Regions from separate parts of the Sus scrofa genome. Here all the other regions are linked to region 1. Evidence: chromatin contacts called from public Hi-C and HiChIP or PLAC-seq data. All regions are on one chromosome and are shown on one strand. The core of a region is the stretch at or near the end of the contact, and the rest is flanking DNA. Distances in the headings are between cores, read along the strand shown. Region 1 holds the start of PPP2R5E (protein phosphatase 2 regulatory subunit B'epsilon). Region 2 holds the start of SGPP1 (sphingosine-1-phosphate phosphatase 1). Region 3 overlaps PPP2R5E (protein phosphatase 2 regulatory subunit B'epsilon).

Region 1 (4,482 bases), core at 1,015-3,514:
GCAATAGGTTCTGCATGGTTGGGACACTGAACTTTTCACAAAGACTGGTATGGGAAATTGAAACATGGAAATGTAAGTTTCCTAAGTTCGGAAGAAGACTGCTGTTCTAGCCAGTTTTATCAGGCCTCAGGGAGGTGAAGTTTTCAGAGCAAACACCAGCTCTGTCTATACAGTGGCCAATTATCTGTGAAGTCAGTAGTGGAAGCCTGTTTCCGTCAAAGAGCACCATCTTTTTGTTTCCCATTTTAGTTCAACACAGAATTTGAAAATTTTTTCACGGTGCCAAAAAATTTTTCCCTTCAAGATCCATTTCTGGGAGTATGCATAGAAATTTGTAACACCTGAGGGTTAAACAGCACAAACAAATACAACACATTTTTTGTTGTTGTCACTCATTTATATGGTAGTTTTATTTATACATAGTTCTATTTCCTAACTGTACAGAGAACATGATATAATGCGAAGGGGAAAGACTAGTCTACAGAATGGCAAATACAATATTAAAAGAAAAAAATGCTGGAGGGAAGATACTAACAGTGCTTATCCCTGGGTTGTAGGATTACGCGCTAATTTTTTTTTTTTCATTTACCAAGTTTTGAACATTTGGAACCCTGACACTTGCTTTTAGCATTAAGAATTTTTTTCTTCCTCCCTACCCCTCCCCCCCCCCAAAAGATGTACATTGCATGCAGTTAAATACAGCTACAGCCCAAGAATAGTCTTTGTAAACGCACCATTTAGCCTTGGGCTCACCAAGGATGCAAACGCATTTCTAAATATTTTATCACCTGTTCTAGCTAGAGTTAAGTGAAGTCTCCGTAAACTCTTTCGGATCCAACTTGCCAACTAGAAGCGGCCGAGCTCCTGCAGTTTGGAGCTGGAGTCCCTAAACTCTGTGCAGCCGTGGGCGAAGCGGCGGATCTCCATAAACGCCTGCAGGTCGTAGCATCAGCTTTCCCACCAGCATAAGCTGCACGTTGCTGGCCCCGAGCAAGGCTCGCAGGAGTTCCAAGGAGCTGGTACTCAAAGTAGAAGTTTAGGGAAAGGAGACCAGGCAAGAAGGAATTCGAAGCGACAACCCCAGAGTGCTGGGAGGTCGGATTTCGGTGCCAGGCCCGACGAGGTTCCTTGCAGAGCGACGGTGGGGGCATCAGGCCGTGCCGAGGGCCCAATGCACAAGCGGCAGCGCATGGGCGGGCGGAGCTTTCTTTTCCTCTGCGCGGCGCCGGTGCCCGTCCTGCGCGGTACTCGAGCCCAAAGGCTAGCCTCATTGCTGAAAGGGGCGAAATCATGGGCCAGGGGCGTCCCCATCCTCAGCCGACTCTTGCCCCTGGATCCTCGGGTTGACGATCGTCGCCTGGAGGCTCCGCGTTACGCGGAAGCCCACCGAATGGATCTGCCCGCCGCACACGTCCGGGCTCAACAAGCTGATCCCGGGCCTGGAGGATCAGCTAACTCAGTCCTAAACGCCTGGCGGAAGCGGCAGCGGCACGGCCGCAGGGTCTCGGCTGCATCCGGGTCCCTCTCGCCTTGGCCAATCTTCGGCCTCTTCTCTTCCCACTCCCGTGTCTCCGCCCCCCAGCCGCCAATCCCTGCTCGCCTCTCAGCCCAACGTGCTGACAGGTGAGTGAAGGCGGGAGTCGACCAATGAGGCTTCGCTTCCCGTTTGAAGCATCCAGTGACCGGGCGCCGGGGGCGGGCTCTGCGGGCCAGAAGGTTCGGCTGCGCGTGTGCCATGGACTCGGCCGCCCGGTGATATTGACAATAGGAGAGAGAAAGGGGCATTGACTGGGACCCTCCGCGGGCGGCGAACGGCGGCTCTGGCAGCGGCGGCTGCAGCTCCAGCGGCTCCTCCTCCTTTTCCTTCCTCCTCCTCCTGCGGCCGCTGCGGATCCCGTCTTCCTCCCTCCCTGCCCCCTCCGCTTGTCGTCGCCGCCGCCAGGTCCGGGGCAACGAGCAGAGGCGCCGCCCGCCGGGAATGTGAACGCGGAGCCGCCGGCGGAGTCGAAACGGGGTCGGTGCCGATTTGATGGGACGGGTCCGCGGGGGAGGGTCGTGAGGCCGCCGCCGCCGCCGCCGCCGCCGCCGGAGCGCAGAGGTTCAGGTCCGGCCGTGAGGCCTAGAGGCGCCGCCGCCGCCGCGGAACCGGAGGGACGCTGCCCCGGAGCCGTCGCCCGGGCTCCCCGCGCCGTCCGGACCGCCCCCCGCTGCTCCGGCCCCGCCGGCCGCCCCCGCTTCGGCCTCTTCCCCGTCTCCTGCCCCTCGGAAACCACAGGTCATCTTCGGATTCTTCTCCAGAAGCTTCAAGGTAACTTGGTCTCTCCTGCACCGCAGCTCTCTGCTGCTTTCAGCCTCCCTTCCTCCTCCTGGTCCTCCGGGGACCTGCAGGCACCGGCCTCGGGAAGGCCTGGCCCGACCGGCGAGGGTGCGGTGTGTGAGGTGCGGGAGCGGGAGCGGGAGCGCCGGCCCCACTTGTCTGATTTACCTGCAGACGCTGCTGGTGATGCCTCTCTTGCCCCTGCCCCCTTTTCTCCACCTTCAGTCATTGGAGGCGCATTCCTGTCCCCTTCATCTGTTGACGGTGGCGGGGGGAAAAAGGGGATTGTTGAAGTGAGAAGGATTCTTTAGCAGCTTATCTTCTCCAAGGTTTGTTTGGGATGACGGGGAGGTGGGAGCAAAGGGAGTGAGCATCCCTACCGACCAGCCCTTTCGCTGTCTTTCTCCTCTACCCCAGTGGCCCCTTTGGATTATCCTGAGTCTTGGAAATGCCCCGTGTCCGGTGATTAGAGGATGATAAAGCTTCGGGGTCCAGAGCAAAACCTGTTTCCCCGGGCTTTGCGCGGACCCGCTGCTACTGCACGTTCAGTTCTGCAGAGCTGTAGGGTTGAGTCTGGGGCCTCGGTCATAAGGGGCAAATGGTTTAAAGATTTTTTTTTTTTTTTTTTTGCTACTGGTAAATCATCTTTAGAGATGGGAGATGAATAAAGAAGAGACAAAAAGAGTGATGGAGGAACAGGATTTACAGAAATCTTGTGTTGTGAGGGTTAAATGAAATTTAAATAATCACATAACAGATTGGAAAAGCAGCCCCTAAATTTACAACATACAAATGTGATGTGGAGCTTCTTGATGATGCAGTCATTATGAAAATTTTAAAGTGATCTCACTTCTTTTATAGTCATTCATGGTTTGCAATTCCGTTTTATGTGTTACATTTTATTTAAGGGTAAATTAGGTAGATTGCTAAAAAAACTTTTTTTAAAAAAGAGAACCAAACAAGATTTCAGAATTCCAAACCTCAACATCACATGGTTTTGTTTGTTTTTTGTGTATGTTTTTGTTATTTTTACTTTGTCAGAATCCAGCTAATCCAGGTAACTTACTCTCATACATTCAGGAAGAAATCCCCTTATTTAGAGGTTAAAAAACACTTTATCTTATGAATTGGAATGACAGGTGAGTAATTGCATTTTAGCATTTCCCCCATATGCATTATTTCTATTAAAGTCTGCCATTAATCTTGCTGGGAGCCTCAATGCCATGGAAATGATGGCATCTGTTTAAATTGGTGAATGAAGCTGAGCTTAATGCTTGTTACTTTTAGGAAATAGCCTTCATGTTAATAATTTGAGAAGGTTAAAAAAAATCCAGAAGAACTGTTCAGTTCCATTAGTTTGATGGAATGAAAATTAATATTTGATGATGAACTTCAAGGGAACTCAACTTGGTTGTCTAAGTAGACTGTGGATTTATGTTTTTATTTCAACTTAGGTACATGATTTCATGAGTTTTGTTTATTAAGCTTTGTTAACTTCAGATGCCTTCATTCAAAAAGATGTTTGAAATTATTTTAATTATGCCTTTTATGTGTTCTGTTTAAGGTAATCTAGCTTGTCCTCTTGTGGTGTGGTGTAGTTATCGTAGCTAGCAGCACATGGCACTACAAATCATGCCTAGGTAATTCAGAAATTATAAATTTCACCTTGTTGTGATACATTGGTATAGATTCCTGAAGTACCATAAGGGTTTCAATTCTAGAGCCCATTCATAACATTACATTTCTTGGGAAAATGTATTGACTGAAGTATTCCAGCTGCAGAATAGCATCAGAATTACCTTAGGAATCTCACAATGTAAAGAGCTTTGCAGTTAGAAAATGACTGTGGTTTGGAAGAGTTTTTTGAGTGTAATGTGGATCTTTAATGCATAGTGTAGTGAGGGCCCCACAGTACATTAGTATTACCATTTTGCCTATATAGTACTTTTGTTCTATTTTCCACCTGGTTTTTGTTTTCCCATTGAACATATGAGTGTTCTTAATTGATTTTATTTGCTTTCTTTTTCACATATTCTCATTCTCAAAAAAAATATATAGGAATTTTAGAATTAGTGTAACTCACCTGTATGCTCGTAATGTGTTGATGACAACCTCTTTCTCTTCAGTAGGGATATGTCCTCAGCACCAACTACTCCTCCATCAGT
Region 2 (4,482 bases), core at 1,241-3,740, 150 kb before region 1:
CTACAAATTACTCTCACAGAAAAGCATGTGAAAATTATCTCACTGAGGCTGTTAGACATTTCCCTCTACAAAGTTGTCTTTGATATAAAACATTAGCTAATCATGTTCACAGAATCAGTCAAAACTAACCCAGTGGTGTCTCCCTGCTCACACTCCACATAGTGACTGCTTCTATCTCACTTCCTACAACTATTATGCCTGACTTTACATCTTTGAAAATACTTGCATGTCTTCTCATGTTTTGTCTTCCTCACCAGCTTAAAAATGCCCAGTGTTAGACACAACATGTTCCAATCAGAAATGGACTATTACTTGCCTGCAGATCTATGAATTTAAGAGAGACCCTTTCAAATTCCTTCCTTCAATTCCTGGAAGCCTGTTCTAATTCATACACTCACTCTCTCTCAGCTGATTACTGTAATCACCTTCTAATCATTTATCTGGCCTTTGGTCTGTGGCCTCTGGTAGACAGTTCATCTGTGATTTCCTTCCTAGTCATCTTTCTAAAGTACAGTTTTGTTTTGTTTTTTGCTTCTCAGGGCCTCAACTGAGGCATATGGAGGTTCCTGGGTTAGGGTCAAATCAGATCTGTAGCTGCAGGATCTAAGCTGCATCTGCGACAAACACTATAGCTCACAGCAACTCTGGATCCTTAAGCCAATGAGTGAGGCCAAGGGTCAAACCTGTGTCCTCATGGATGCTGGTCAGATTCGTTAACCTCTGAGTCACAACGGGAACTCCCTAAAGTACAGTTCTGACAGTGTTGCTCATCCTCTAGCTGAAAGGCCTTCCAAAACACCCTACTGCTTACAAATAGAATCCCTAGCCTTTACAATCTGGTCCTAGTTTCCCTTTCTAATTGTAGTCCAGTCACTCACCCACCCTACTCTGTATTCTGTGAGCTATTGCTTACCAACTACATATTTGCACATTTCCATCCCTGTCTTTATTCATTTTCTCTCTTCTTAAGATGGGCTTCTCTACCTTTTCATATCTTGCTCTTTAATTACAAGCCAGATCAACAAGCTTACCTCTTAACACCTCTCTTGCTGTCCCTCATCAACTTGTTTCTTCTCCTTTCCAGAGCGTATTGTTTATGACTGTTTTAGCACTTACCATGTGCTCTGTACTCCTGAGGTGGATCTTTTTCCCATTGATACAGTGAGCAACTTGAGGGCCCGGATGATGATTTCTTCATCTTCCCATGGCCACAGCCTAGCAAGTGGAGCGGGAGGAGGGGACTAACTCCCTGGGGAAGAAAGAAAATATTTCTAATGACATAAGGGTGGGGAATTTTCCAGCCTGTTTCTTGGAAGAAATTCAACAGTTTTAATTATAGACATTCACTTTACCTGAAATAACCTCTGGAATTAGAGTTCAGAGCCCTTCGAATAAAAATGATTCTTTCTAGAAGTCAAGTTTGTAACTTGTGAGACATGAAAGTTGTTGCTAAACCAGCCTTATTACACTTAAAAATCTACCCCTTGCATTCAGTCACCAATTACATTTCTTCTGTGCAAGACTGCTAGCTATTAGAATTTATTAAAAAGGGAATTCTATATGTAGCTCAAGAATAGCTGTGATCTCTTTTACCAAAATATGTATTAAAATCAAAACCAGAGACCAACTTTGAACATTCCTTGGGCAGACAAAACCAATTTAGTCATTTTTTGCTTATGCCTTTGGAAATCATAAACAAAATTTGGAACTGTTTCCCAAGGTTGATATGCGGTAACTAACCCTGAAAACTCTGCTATTATAACCAATCACTGTGAAGAAGAAACAGTTACTGCCTTCTCACTATACGTAGCTGCTTTATAACAGTGTACACCTGAGCCACACTCCATGATTTTGGTTTGAATGCTCCCAGTTTGCAACTTTTTGGTGTGTACACAATACCCTTTAACTTATTACAACTTCAGTGATTTATTGGTTTTACTTTGGCTGTTTGTGAACTTTTGACAATGAATTACACACTACTGTCCTGGGATCTACATCTACCCTTGTCCCCGCGAGTCAAGTGGCACGTGGCTTTCAGGACATCAACTGTTAGTGACAGCTCTGTAATTACTTGTAATTCCTTGAGTGCAAAGATTCCGGGCGCGCGGTGGTTACTTTGCTTTCATTCACCATTTCATTCTGTGCCAGCAGGACGTTCGGGTGCCTGGCCACTGGCACCGCAAAACCTGGCACGAGGATCGTGGCCTCTAAGGGCCAACGCCATACAGAGAGCAGCCGGCGACCCCCCACCCCCGCCTGCGGGGACCAAAGGCTGAAGCTGAAGAAGGGGAAGCGCAAGGTCCCGCCCGCCCAGCGCCGCGCTGCCTAGTGGGTATTAACTAGGAGCACCTCAAGGCCGCCGCCCGCCAAGCCTCCGCGCCCTGACGCCGCCCGGATGCGCTCGGGGCGGGCCGGGCCCCCTGCCAGAGCGGCCGTGGGGGCGGGGCGCGCCGGCGCGTGGAGGCCGCGGGCGGCGGCGGGGCGCGCGCGGAGAGGGAGGGGCGCGCGGGACGGGGGCGCGCGGCGGCCGCTGCGGCCTGTGGAGCCGTCACCCCGCAGAGCCGCTCTGGGGTAAGGAGGCGCTGCTCGCGCTGCCGCTGCAGCTGTCCCGCCCGCGGGGGCTGATCGGGGCTGCGCCGGGGGCCGCCCCCCCCCCCCCCGCCGCTCCCGCCGCCGTCCTCTGGTTCGTGGGCCGGCGGTCCCTTTACCATGTCGTGGAGGCAGCGCTTGGCCGGGCTGGTCGGCAGTTTGCAGGACCCGCAGAAAGTCGCCCGTTTCCAGCTGCTGTGCGGGGTCGAAGCGCCGGCCGCCGCCGCCGCCACCAGCGGCCCGGAGGAAGATGAGAAGGCGGAGGCGCCCCTCGCCGGCGAACCCCGGCACCGAGAGCGGCAGCTGGGGGCGTCCGGAGGCCCTCAGCCGCCCGGGAGCGAGCGCAATCAGTGCCAGGCCAAGCCAGGCGTCGGCGGCGCCCCCAACGGTGTGCGGAACGGTCGGGCCACCAAGCTGGGCCCGGCCTCACCGCGGCGCGCGGGGGCTCTGCGCCGCAACTCGCTGACGGGCGAGGAGGGCCAGCTGGCCCACGTGAGCAACTGGCCGCTCTACTACCTGTTCTGCTTGGGCACCGAGCTGGGCAACGAACTCTTCTACATGCTCTTCTTCCCCTTCTGGATCTGGAACCTGGACGCCCTGGTGGGCCGGAGGCTCGTGGTCATCTGGGTGCTGGCCATGTACCTGGGCCAGTGCACCAAGGACATCATCCGCTGGCCGAGGCCCGCCTCGCCGCCCGTGGTCAAGTTGGAGGTCTTCTACAACTCGGAGTACAGCATGCCCTCCACCCATGCCATGTCCGGCACCGCCATCCCCATCTCCATGGTTCTGCTCACCTATGGCCGTTGGCAGGTAAGGTGCCTGTGGCCTCACGGCTCAGCTCGGGGAGTTAAGGACTCCAAGCCTTCGTTGCTCTCCGCAGTTATTTAAATTTGGCCAAAACTCTTTTTCCACAGGTTTTCACAGTACCCGCTAACGGGCCCTTTGTAGGCTTAAGAATGATAGTAAAACGGTCGGGGAAAACCTAGAGACTTAGCTAGCAAACTCAATTTTAATAGTAATGCCTTTCTTGGAACTTAAAGGAAGAGCTATTCGTGGAGTAATACATTATCCCCAAGCTTTGGTTGAGTTTCTAAACGGTTTTCACTCTTGTGATGCACAGAGTGTAATTATCATTTAAGTGTAAAGTCCTTATAACTAATCGTTGGGAGACTAGGATTCACCAGTTATCCATGATGCCTTTCTCCAAACTGATTGTTTCAGCCATAGGTAAAGTCATTGGCTTTACTCCAGACAGTGTTTATAAAACAAACGAGGTTTCTCCAGGCAATGAAGTACTGCATTTTAAATGAAAGCCACCCTTTGTGGAAGTTAATGGAGCACCGCCTGAGTGGCTCTTTTTAAGGGGTGTGGTTGCTAATTTGCTGATAGACACAGTTTTATTAGTTTCTGGGTCACTGATCAGTACTATCTGTAGTTAAGCTACAGTATTATTGTTGAATTAATGTTACAAATTAAAATTAAAGTTAGTCTTAAAACTAGGGTTCTTGGTCAGACTGGTGGGTTTGAAAAATGCTAAGTATGACAGCCAGATCAGGGATGAGTTTTTAACAGTAAACTTTATATTTTGTCTGCTTCTTTTGGCTTCCCCCCTTTTTAAAAATTTTTTCATGCTCTGTAAATGTTACTTAGATTTAAAAGTTAATTATTTTTTAGATAGAAGCAAAATTTATTCTTATTGATATCTTATGTCTCTTTTTATTGAAGTATAGTTGATTTACAGTTTTCTGCTACCTGTCTTTTAAATTGTGAGGTTCATTCCTCCTGCAGACCAGTTCCTTAATATAAGAATAAAGTTGACTATGAAGAATCTGAGGAATCAGACCTCCTTGATTTTTTTTTCCATGACACAAAATCATCTTATACTGAGAAGTA
Region 3 (4,482 bases), core at 1,182-3,681, 130 kb after region 1:
GAGCCAAGGCACACATTATGCTATAATTACATTTCTTGTAGGACTTCTTTTTTTTTTAAATTCCTAGAATGAGTCGTTGCCTTATCTTTCACTTGCTTGCTTTCTTATGTAGTGGTCCCTAGCTCACCCACTAGTCCTCTGAGTGCACCATGCAGCTCTTCTCTGCTCTTCTCTCTGTTCCTTTCCTTCCCTTGGACACCTTCTTCCTGGAGTACCTGGCATCCGGCTCTTCTTGGCCCTGGTTACTTTCTCTAGGCCGTGTCCACAGGGCTCATCCTGGGACTTCTTTTGTCACTCTTTTGGATTATGTCTTTACTTGTTTTGTTTCCTCTGTTTTGGTGGAATACATCCTCTAGATTCTTCCTAAGAAAGTGTGAATTGGATGTAAATTTTTTGAGACCTCCTTCTTTGAAAATGTCTTTGATTTGTTCTGCCCACATACTTGATTGACATTTTGGCTGGGTTTGGATTTATTGGTTGAACCCATCCTCCCTCAGAAGTTGAAAGGAATTGCTCTGTTGTCTTCTAGCTTTCCGTGTTGGTGTGGAAAAGGCCTGTGCCAGCTGAACTTCTTATCCTTATCCTTTATAGTGACCTATTTTCTCTGTATGCTTTTAAGATCCAGTGTCCAAAAACTTCAAAGTGTTGTGCTTTGGTGTGTGTCTTTTGTTCATGTACTGTGCATAGGACGTAATGGCCTTCATCTGTGTTGAAATTTAGGTCCTTTTTCCCTAGAAAATGACATTATTTCTCAGATGATTTACTTCTCTTAAATTTCTCTGTTTTTCCATCTCTTTACCTGTTTAGAATGCCTGTTAGTCATGGTATTGGACCTTTTGGATTGATCCTCTAGTTTTCTTATCTTCTTTCTATTGTATACTGTCTTCATCACTTGGTTATACGTTTTAAGGTAGATTTGCTCATTTTATTTTATTTTTAAATTTTATGACTATACCCATGGCATATGGAAGATCTTGGGCCAGGAATTGAATCCGAGCCTCAGCTGTGACCTCTGCAGCAGCTGCAGCAATGCTGGATCCTTTAACCCACTGCCACGGGGCGGGGATTGAATTTGCACCTCTGCAGGGACCCAGGCTGCTTCAGTTGGATTCTTAACCCACTGCACCATAGCAGGAACTTCTAGGTTTGCTCATTTTAACTCTCCTGTCCTTCTGAAATTTTTTTATTTCTGTTAAATCTTGAATTTCCAAAAGCTCTATTTTATTTTCCGAATATTCATCTGTATTGCATCCACATTTTGCCTCAAGGATCCAATAGATTCGTTTATTTCTGAAGATGTTACAGGTTCTTTTTTTGCAGTTTTTTTCTGTTCCTTGCATTATATTCCTCTGAGTACTGTATGATTGTTTTGGTCTCTGTCTTTTATGTTAGATTGTAACATAGTTACATGTTAGTTTTTAAAAAGCCTCTTAGAACCTGTGTGTGTGTGTCTGCCTGCATGTGAACGTGCACATACAAGTGGGACACACTTGGCACGTTGGGCAGAAGTCTTGCCATTTCACTGAGAAACCTTCAGATATCAGTGTATCTATAGATGTTTCCTCTTGAGGCTGTCATTTCCCCCCGGAAGACACCTTAGAGAAGGGGCTGCCAAAGGTCTCTCTCTTCAGCATGCAGAGTTTTATTATATCCTGTTATTTTCAGTAAGTGTGTTACTAGCTGTATCCCATGCCTCCAAGACTAGACTTGCTCCTTTATTCCCTCCAGGTTATGGTTGTAAATCTCTGGTACATGGCATGGGACAGAGGGTGAGACAGAGAAGGGGACATGGACCGGAGAGAGGATGGGGACATGGATAAAACAGAGGATGGGACATGGATGGGGACAGAGGATCAAGGACAGAGGACTTGGTCAGGGGATGAGGACAAAGGAGACAGAGGATGGGGACAGGATTGGGGACAGAGAATGGGACAGAGGACATGGATGGGGACAGAGGATCGGGGACAGAGGGTCATGAGGTCTTGTTACTCTTTCTCCAAACTCTGAATCAGTTCTATTTCTAGCTCTGCACACCCTTGCCATCAAATGTATCTAGTGCCTTCCATTCTTAAGCCTTTTAAGGATTGTCTGGTGTGAATTGGCTTGCTTCTGTTGGCTTCTCTTCCTGCTGGCAGAATGGAAACACACTTAGAATGGAGAAAGAGGAAACCTAAGACAGTGACCTCTTGGCATCCACTTTCCATCCTTGAGAGATGTGCAAATTTGTGTAATCTGCTCTCTGACTCTCTCTGCCCTATGGCTTTCTTCCATGTTTATTCCTTTCCTCTCATTTTAGGGAGTCTTTGAGAGGAGAGAGGTTCTTTCCTCCATGTCTAATTGGAAGACCCTAACTACTTTGTTCATTTTGCCCTTTTCATTTCACTGTACATTTATTATGAGGTTCAAAGGAGATTCTTTGGCTCAATCACTAGACAGATCCTCTCTGTTAGCTTCAGGAAGGCTGGCTTTGTAAACTGGGAGGCAGTATGTTGACAGGTCTGTCTTTGCTCTATAATCACCTTGGAAACGCTCCAGCTTCTTGTCTTTGACAACAGGCTGCCTGTTATTTTGGATGGAGTCCACCTAGACATTTACAGATACTGGATTGTATTTTCATTGCTTTTTTTCTGGGGGGTGTTTGGAGTGTATACATGACTAAGCACACAAATATTACTTTGTTTTGGAAATTAGAGCTTATCTTGCTCCCTTCATTTGAGGCCTATGTATTGTTTTATTCTACCTTTTCTTTTGTCTCATATATCATAAAATCATCAAGAATATGTTCTATAAAGTAGCAGTAATTTATATACCGCAATTCATCTTTCTCATGGAACGTAGTGTATATGCCTTTAAAACTGACTCAAGTTAGGTGCCTGGTAATACATTTTTCTTTGAGGGCCTAATGAAAACACTAGTTAAATAATTTGTTTAATTATCATGTCTTCGTGAAACTCTTAAGATTAGTAAGAGTAGATTCAAGCATAGTTGATTCAAGATTTGGTAACAGTACACCCCCTCAATCCCTCTCTTATGTTAGTTGCAGATTACTCATTAAGCCCTTTTACAGCATTTAAAAATAGAAACCAAATAAAAACAGAACCCAAAGGTTAGTTATTTCCATTGACAAGGAATGCAGTGGGTAGGTTAGAAATCTTATGTCATTTTGTGCAGGTACTAGTGTAAGAGATTCTGGGCCCACATGGCCATTTTTGCCTACAGGGTTCACATCTTTCTTTCTTAGACCATTTCTTGTGGAAATGTGTAGTTTACTTTTTATTGCTTTGCTCTGGGCTCCAAGTGTGTGTGTGTGTGTGTGTGTGTGTGTGTGTACATTCAGCAATGAGGATGATCCCTGGCATGTGCAAAGATTGATTGATTGGCTAATTGACTGACTGCATGACTAAGTGGGCAGAGGGATGGCAGGTATTTAGTAGCATCTTTTATTTGATAGGCTGCTGGCGAAGGTATGTGTTACTGAATCTGCCAGTGAACACTTCCCTCACCTCCTGGTTCTTCATGGCTGCCATTCCATTTGTCCCAAATAGAAATGTGTCTGTAGATTTGTATTTCTGTGGTATGCTGTTCATTTCCCTGCATCCCTGTCATACAAGGCTCTGTAAAAGCAGCATCTGTGTTACACATCATTGTTTCCCTGACACTTTGCCCAGTGGATGGCTCTTTTTAGGCAGGTATATTCACTTGAAATATTCATTTTTTTGAATGGATGGAAGGATGAATGACATTGGATAGTCAAACATTTTGTCTGTCTCACTGCCCAGTTTTGAAAACCACCCTTCAGTTTGTGCCTCCTGCCATTATTCGGAGGGCCTTTATTTGCCTTATATCTCTGTCTTTTGTTCAAAGAAAAGCACCAAACAAAAGTAGATAATTTATTTGATTGCTACCCACTAAGTTATTCTTCTGCTGTCAGTTTCATGTCTTAATTACCTGAAATCATGCTTAAGTATGCCCTGATAGCTTTTCTTTTTTGGTGATGAGGGTAGTCTGCATTGAGTTGTATGCTGTTTTTATGTTCTTGAAATGTTTTGCTATAAAGTCAACATTAGAACTTTGAGTTTTGTTCTAGTGCAATGATAATGAATGCACGAAGAACTCAGTAAAATTCAAACCAGTCTCCAAGTTTGTTCCTCAACTAGAGGAACCTGAGCACTGTCATTTAAAAAAAAAAAAAAAAGGCAGTTTTATTGAGATGTAATTCATAGTCTATAAAATTCAGCCTTTTGAAGTTTACAATTTAATGTTTTTAAATATGTTCCACAGAGTTGTGTAACCATCATGATTATATAATTGCAGAAAGCTTTTTATCATTTCCCAAAGAAATGCCACAGTCATTAGCAATCACCCTTCATTCCGTTTTCTGTCTCAGTGGATTTGCCCATTCCGGATATTTATATCAGTGGAATCACACCATATGTGGCCTTTTTGTGTCTAGCTTCTTTCACTTAGCATGATGTTTGATAG

What was found. Hi-C and Micro-C count contacts between places; a contact is called where the count stands out from the background. HiChIP or PLAC-seq counts read pairs in DNA pulled down with a chosen protein or histone mark.
Region 2: a contact with region 1 is called in an H3K27ac HiChIP or PLAC-seq map of alveolar macrophages. The contact joins the promoter of SGPP1 here to the promoter of PPP2R5E in region 1. A contact is called at or near these places in 6 of 47 Hi-C or Micro-C datasets (brain, embryonic fibroblasts, heart right ventricle and 2 more) and 2 of 2 datasets of contacts at active chromatin or transcription factors (alveolar macrophages and skeletal muscle).
Region 3: a Hi-C map of embryonic fibroblasts shows a contact between it and region 1, with 2.8 times the contacts expected there. The contact joins the enhancer-like site here to the promoter of PPP2R5E in region 1. A contact is called at or near these places in 2 of 5 promoter capture datasets (fetal liver and liver), 14 of 47 Hi-C or Micro-C datasets (alveolar macrophages, brain, embryonic fibroblasts and 9 more) and 2 of 2 datasets of contacts at active chromatin or transcription factors (alveolar macrophages and skeletal muscle).

Annotation. Positions count from the first base shown.
Region 1 is chr1:194,503,271-194,507,752 of Sscrofa11.1, forward strand. PPP2R5E (protein phosphatase 2 regulatory subunit B'epsilon) reads left to right here and starts at 2,265. Exons shown (of 14, transcript NM_001244062.1): 1 at 2,265-2,308; 2 at 4,444-4,482. The coding sequence starts at 4,451.
Region 2 is chr1:194,349,481-194,353,962 of Sscrofa11.1, forward strand. SGPP1 (sphingosine-1-phosphate phosphatase 1) reads left to right here and starts at 2,491. Exons shown (of 2, transcript XM_013993487.2): 1 at 2,491-3,399. The coding sequence starts at 2,710. SYNE2 (nesprin-2) reads right to left here and starts at 3,070. Exons shown (of 117, transcript XM_021074116.1): 1 at 2,709-3,070; 2 at 1,117-1,249.
Region 3 is chr1:194,631,315-194,635,796 of Sscrofa11.1, forward strand. The region is part of intron 5 of PPP2R5E (protein phosphatase 2 regulatory subunit B'epsilon); the gene reads left to right. Among named protein-coding and RNA genes, the nearest start is that of GPHB5, 100 kb to the right of the region's middle. Within about 2 kb of position 2,432, at least 6 of the 83 cell types and tissues checked have an H3K27ac peak or open chromatin away from gene starts, as enhancers often do.